Linked DNA regions of Sus scrofa: region 1 is linked to region 2. The links are chromatin contacts, called in public Hi-C maps. All regions are on one chromosome and are shown on one strand. The core of a region is the stretch at or near the end of the contact, and the rest is flanking DNA. Distances in the headings are between cores, read along the strand shown.

Region 1 (3,348 bases), core at 345-2,844, 870 kb after region 2:
GACCGCCTTTGTCCTGGGAGCTATCAAACTCCACGTTGAAAGAGTGGCCGTTGTTGACAATTCTCTGAGAAGTCGCTTGCTCATAGCAAAGGGACAGAGGCTTCAGGGCAGGGTCGTGAACAGCTGTGCTGGTGTTGATGTCAACAGGGGACTGGCGATCTCCCTTGGCGATGGGGAAGTCCTTATGCCAGTGCTCAGGTCCTGAGATTGAAAAGAGACTGTGTGAACCCCCCACTGTGGGGAAGGACAAACCCAGACCCCTAGAAAAGAGCAATGGCTCTGGAGCCAATCTGTCTGGCTCTAATTTTGGCGGCATAATTAACAGCTGAATAACTTTAGTGAAACACAATCTGTGCCTTAGTTTCCTCATTTGTATTAAAGGTTGATGTGAGAATCAGAATCAATATACGTAAAAGCTTTTAGAACAAGTAGTGAGCACCATATAAATATTAGCTATTTTATGTTCCTTTTACTGCCATTGAGTGACTGACATTAGGCTTGTGATTAGGATTTGGACGATGCAAGCTCACTTAAGACATTCCAGCAGATGGGGATTCCTCTCTCTTGTCCTTTTACTAGATCAGTAAGGTCAGAATCACTGTTCAGGCAGGGCAACCCTGCTTTAATGGTTAGGATTCCCACGATCTAGAAAGCCCCAAACCCCCAAAGAGGCTCAAGGTGGTTTAGACACATTTTTCTCTTTGGTCTGCTGGTTCAGGAGAACCCAGATCTGTGACGCCGATAAAGCCGGGTTCCTGGTGACTTCCTAACATTAGAAGCGGAGAGACGAAGGAAAAACTCAGAAATCAGCGCAGTGGATTCAAACCACCCCAAGAAAATGCCCCGGGACACTTCGTGCTGAGAGTCTCAGCCACAAGTGGTGCTGAAGATGAACTGGGGGTAGGGTAAGGTAGGGGGAAAATAGGGTCCCCTAATTTCTCTGCGATCAATAACTAAAATGTATCGTTACAATTCGCCCTAGTTTCCTCCTGGGTCGGAATAGGATGGTCTCCGGCTCGTGACCCGGGAAGGGCTGTCCTTGGGTCCCACTGCTGCTTCTGCGCGCCCCCTTCCCCCGGCACCGCGCGCCACCGCTGGACGCAGGGATTCCTCGACAGTGGACTCCGGCTCTGAGCTGGGGGCATCCCGCGCCGGGGAGCCGCGGGCGCGCGGGCAAGGCGTCGGGGGCGCACCTGAGCCTCGGGTGCTCCAGGCGGCAGCGGGAAATAGCAGGTGCGTGCGCTGCTGGGCCCCAGAGGGGCCCGGAGCCCCAGGCGCAGACGCCGCCCCGCCCGCAGCCCGCACTCACCGTTGTGCTTGTCGTATCCCCAGTGATGGGACATGGTCGTGCCGCTGGTAGGGGCAGGGCAGGAGTTGGCGCCGGTCTAGCGGCGGCTGCTGGAGCGCCTGCACCGTATGTCCGCGGGTCGCGCCGTCGCTGGTATTTATAGGCTCCCGCCAACTTCGTGCTCGGGGGCGGCCGGGGGGAAGGGGCCCTGGGTGGACCTGGGCGACTGGGGGAGGAGGTGACGGGCGGAGGTGATCTCCCCGCGCTCGGGGCGGGCCAGGAGGGCGAGGCTCCGGGGGCGGGGAGAACGCCCTCTCGGCGGGCGCTGGGCCAGGTTCAGGAGCTCCTCTCCCGCCACTCGTCTCCCCTCGGCCTGCGGCCCGACCTCGGGTCCCGGCCCCGGGTCCCTGGGCCTCCACGAGGCTCCGTGCTCCCCGCGCGCGTGGCGGCGGCGGCTCCGGGGTTCCTGAGTCGGACTGGGCTGCGGAGCGTCTACACGCACCCCATCCCCCTCCGGAGCGCTGAGGCTGGCGGCGGCGCTGACTGCTGAGGACCCGCGTCCGGTATCTCTGATCCCCTGTCCCCTTTGTGATTGCATCCCTGGCCTAGGAGCACTCCAGCCCCGCCCCATCGGCCCCACCCACGCCGAGGTCTCTAGCTCCAAGGGCTTGCTCGCGGGCGTCCCGGGCTTGCTTAGGAGCTATGACCTTGGGGCAAATAGGGATACGGTCCTTGAGGCGCTAGGGAGGGAGAAGCATCACGCTGAGAACTACGCGCCCCCTGCTGGAAGGCTGCGGAATAAACCAAGAAGGAGGGAGAGGGTGTCTTCGATTCAAGTCCGAAGAATGCATTTCCTTGAAAGCTGTCAAGGTCTCTTGAAATGTTCACCAAATGTTTGTTCATTCTACCTTCTTTCTTCTCTTTCAAAATACACTTTAGAGGAGAGACTTCCTAGTGGAGTACGTATTGATTTAAAGCAATCAAAACTTCTAAAAATCACTTTTTTTTCACAGGAATTGGGTAAAAGAAAGACTGTCTTGCAAAAAGATAAGAACTTTCCCTGGCTGACAAAGGAAAGTGGGCATCTGGCATACCTAAGAACTAATTCAAAGAAACTGAAGAGTGGACATTTTTGAGTCAAGGCAGCATTGTGGCTTTCCTAGGCCCTAGGCATTTTGCCCTTATTCATTTCCTTTTCGTGGGTATGTGAGGCACCGTTTCTCCTGTACCCAATGCCCTAAGTCAGGATTATTTTGAGGTGTGAACAGAATTCATTTCCCTCAAGGGACTTTGTCACAAAAAGGGGAGAAGGGTTTTCTGTCCTGTGAATCTCTGAGATCACTAAGAGCATAGTATTAAAGTTAAACTTGGGGCAGCAGGACACAGTTTCACACAAGTCTAACAGCCCTGACATCACTCATATAGATAAATAAAAGGATAAATTATAATATTAGTGTAAATTATTCCAATGTTGATTTTAAAATCATTATTTACTTTTTTATTTCAGTCAATTCCATACAAACAGAAATGATTCAGATTTAGATACATTTGGTCTTGTCCTAAGACTCCAGGAAAGTGTGTACCTCTTTGTGGGGTTTTTTGGGTGGATGTCACCAGTGAATTCTTAGGCAATGAGCTATTTTTGGTTTCTAGGACCATCACAAAATGTAGTTCGTAGTTACAGAGAATTTTGTATTTGTAGCTGCATAGTCTCTCATGGAGGCTATACAATAATTTTTTTTTTTTTTTGGTCTTTTTGCCATTTTTCTTGGGCCGCTCTCCGCAGCATATGGAGGTTCCCAGGCTAGGGGTCAAATCGGAGCTGTAGACGCCGGCCTACGCCAGAGCCACAGCAACGCGGGATTCGAGCCACGTCTGCAACCTACATCACAGCTCACGGCAACGCCGGATCCTTAAACCCCTGAGGAAGGCCAGGGACCGAACCCGCAACCTCATGGTTCCTAGTCGGATTCATTAACCACTGAGCCATGACGGGAACTCCTATACAATAATTTTGATTCTTTGCATAATTTTCAAATATTTACTTAATTCAAAAGAAG
Region 2 (3,662 bases), core at 336-2,835:
GGTTGGGGGGTGGCTTGAGAGGGAAGGATTGGGAGTGGAAGTTTGGGGTTAGCAGATACAAACTATTATATATAGGATGGATAAACAACAAGGTCCTACTGTATAGCACAGGGAACTATATTCCGTATCCTGTGATAAACCATAAAGGAAATCATATAGAAGCACTGGACTTGGAGTTAGAAGATATGGATTCTACTCTACCAACACCTATGAGCTATGAGTCCTGGGCTAATAAATCTCTTTGAGCTATAGTTCACGAGTTTATTAACTTGGGACCCCAGTTACTTAACAAGGTAGTTGGGAAGTTCAAATGAAATGTGTGTGTTAACTCACTATGTAGTATTAAAAGTACTATATAAGTGCAACCTAATTTAAAAAAACAATATCTTCCTTTACTGCCCATAATTTTTCCCCATATATTCCATATAGTAGGTTTGCAGCTTGGGTTTTCACCAACATCAACTCTGAAGCAGGATTCAAAACCTGTTTATTCCCTCTACAACAATTCCAAGCCAGTGAGAAGTAATATCGACCTTACTTAATATTTTGAGGGGAAACTAAGGGTTTTATTTCACACTTGCCATAGCATAGCAAGGCGTCAACTTCCTGTCCAGAGGCCTCCTCTCCCTAGGCTTTCTTACTAGACCAGCATGGGCTTCAGGTTCTGTGTTCATTTCTGGCATCTCTCTCCTCCCTGGGAAACTCCCCTTCCCCCCCCCCCAGTCTCTCAGTCTCTTCTATTTCCTTCTTTAGGTGGAGCAGTTTACTACTTCCAAGCATTATTTCCTAAAAAACACACCAAAATGCTCATCTTTGAAGGCAGCAGAGAATAACAAATCATTATTTTCTTGCATACGTAAATCCTCTGGCCTATTTCCCAGCTTTCAAGTCTGTTCTGGCGATCTCTCCTGCCAAAACCAAGAGACCCAGTCTGCACAAGGAGCGCCAATAAACCAGCGGCCAGAAGGGCGCTTACCACCTCAGTCCCCTCGGCCGCTAAGTCCCACCCAATCGGTCTATTTCCCTCCCCCGCCAGACCCGTGGACCGGAAGCTGCTGCGCTAAAGAGGCACCGCCCCGGAAGTCGGTGGGGCTTTCTCGGGAAGGACTGTGACTCCTTTATCTCCGCCCGGCTGGGTAGCGAGCCCAGGGGGTGAAGGGTCAGGCCTCTGGTTTTTAGATCATGGCGCTAACCTTACGACTCTGGCGCTCGCTCCCTTTGGGACGGAGCTCCGCGCGGGCACTTCGGCTCCCGACGGGTGCTGCTGGCAGCCGTGGGCGGTGCGTTCCTTGGCCACTCCGCGGCTCTGAGGTACCCTCGCAGTCCTGGCTCTCACTTCCCTCCCCTACCGGCTGGACTCCGGCAGCCCCTTCCTTCTTCAGGCTTGGTGGCCTGGCCTCACCTTAGGAACTGAAGGAACTTGGGCCAGATGTGCCAGGAACGCCCCCGGTGAAAGCGACGGACTAGTCCTCTCCCTTTCGCAAGGCTCCTTTTCCTCTCTGAAAACTGGGGTCGGAGGAGGAGGAGCTCTCTCATCTACCCGGAGACTCTGCTCTTTATCTTTTCTGTGCAAATACGGAGAGAGCAGTAGGAGGGAAGGTCTTTGACCCCTGTGAGATAATTTTCGTTTTTGATGATTGCCGTATACAGTATACAGTAACAGCACTCTGAAAAGTTTGTGGTGTTTTGGTTTTTGAAAATTTCTAGGATTCAGAAAGATTTTATATTATTTCCTTTTAAAAATTATGTTTGAGTTTATTTTATTTGCATAATGTTAAGGAAGTATGTTGGGGTGTTGGATTGTCATCCTAGTTTTGGCATTTCTCTTTTTTTACTTCCGGTACCTGTGTTATATGGAAATTCCTGGGTTAGGAGTAGGGGTTGAATTGAAGGTGCAGCCTCCAGTTTATGCCACAGCCACAGCAATGCTGGATCTGAGTTGCATCTGTAACCTACACTGCACTGTGGCAAAGCCAGATCCTTATCTTGCTGAGCAAGGCCAGGGATAGAACCTGAATCCTCAGGGATACTGTGTTGGGTTATTAACCCAATGAGTCACAAGGGGAGCTCCTGGCATGTCTGTTAGACTATTCCTAGGCCTTGGTTTGTTTAATCTCTGAAAGGGGGTTGAAAGGTGAGATGGAGCATCCGTGCATGTGATATAATTTAGGTAATAATAGCCAATACTCCATTTTCACTTCTGCATATTCTCTTTCTTCCAAGGGAGTCAGTAAGTTCAGCCTGTTACAATTAAGGGTAGTGAATATTAGAAAGCAAGGCTCATTGGGGCCCATTTTTTTCAGTTTATTAAACATTTTTTATTAAAATATAGTTGATTTACAATGTTCTATTTCTGATGTACAGCAGAGTGACCCAGTGATTTATATATATATCAATATATATATATACACATTCTTTTTCTTATATTATTTTCCATCATGTTCTGTCATAAGTGATTGGATATAGTTCTCTGTGCTATATAGCAGGACATCATTGCTTATCTAGTCTAAATGTAATAGTTTACATCTACTAATCCCAAACTACCACTCCATCCCACTCCTTCCCCTTTCCCCCTTGAGAGTTACAAGTCTGTTCTCCTTGTCTGTGAGTCTGTTTCTGTTCTGTAGATATGTTCACTTGTGCCATATTTTAAATTGCATATCACATGGTGTTTGTCTTTCTCTTCTGACTTAGTTCATTTAGTTTAAGAATCTTTATTTGCATCCATGTTGCTGTAAATGGCATTTCATTCTTTTTTATGGCTGAGCAGTATTCCATTGTATATATGTTCCGTATCTTTTTAATCCATTCATTTGTCAATGGACATTTAGGTTGTTTCCATGTCTTAGGTATTGTGAATAGTGCTGCTTTGAGCGTAGGGGTGCATATTTTTGAATGAAACTTTTGTCTGGATATATGCCTAGTTGTGGGATCACTGGATCATATGGTAGTTCTATAATTAGTTTTCTGAGGAATCTTTCATACTGTCTTCCATAGTGGTTTTATCAAGTTTCATTCCCACCAACAGTGTAGGAGGGTTCCCTTTTCTCCACACCTTCTCCAGTACTTGTTATTTGTGGATTTATTAATGATGGCCATTCTGACCAGTGTGAAGTGGTACCTCATTGTAGTTTCTTTTTTCGTTTTAGGGCTGCATGTAAAGCATGTGGAAGTTCCTGGGCTAAGGATCGAATTGGAACTGCCAGCCTACACCACAGCCACAGCAACACCAGATCCAAGCTGCATCTGCAGCCTGCAGCACAGCTTGCTGCACTGCTGGATCCTTAACCCACTGAGCGAGGGCAGGGATCAGACCCATATCCTCATGGATACTGGTCAGGTTCCTAACCCGCTGAACCACATAGGACTCCTCATTGTAGTTTTGATTTGCCTTTCTGTAATAATTGGTAATGTTGAGCATTTTTTCCTGTGCCTGCTGGCCATCTGTCTATCTTCTTTGGAGAAATGTCTATTTAGGTCTTCTGCCCATTATTCAGTTTTTGTTTTGTTTTTCCCTGCTGTTGAGTTGTGTGGGTAATTTTGTATATGTTGGAGATGCCCTTGTTGGTTGCATTGTTCGCAACTATTTTCTCCCATTCTGTAGGTTTTCTTTTCATTTCTCTTATGGTTTCCTTTGCTGTTCAAAAGCTTGTAAGTTTGAT

The links. A called contact is a pair of places that touch in the nucleus more often than the background predicts.
Region 1: a contact with region 2 is called in a Hi-C map of fetal liver, with 1.8 times the contacts expected there. The contact joins the promoter of LOC100154873 here to the promoter of CPNE3 in region 2.

Annotation. Positions count from the first base shown.
Region 1 is chr4:51,209,842-51,213,189 of Sscrofa11.1, forward strand. It overlaps LOC100154873 (carbonic anhydrase 2), which reads right to left and starts at 1,595. Exons shown (of 7, transcript XM_001927805.2): 1 at 1,310-1,595; 2 at 4-201. The coding sequence starts at 1,343. MIR9858 (microRNA 9858) reads left to right here and starts at 1,742; the gene lies at 1,742-1,819.
Region 2 is chr4:50,343,815-50,347,476 of Sscrofa11.1, forward strand. CPNE3 (copine-3) reads right to left here and starts at 1,586. Exons shown (of 16, transcript XM_021089156.1): 1 at 1,403-1,586. It overlaps RMDN1 (regulator of microtubule dynamics protein 1), which reads left to right and starts at 1,072. Exons shown (of 9, transcript XM_021089160.1): 1 at 1,072-1,311. The coding sequence starts at 1,183.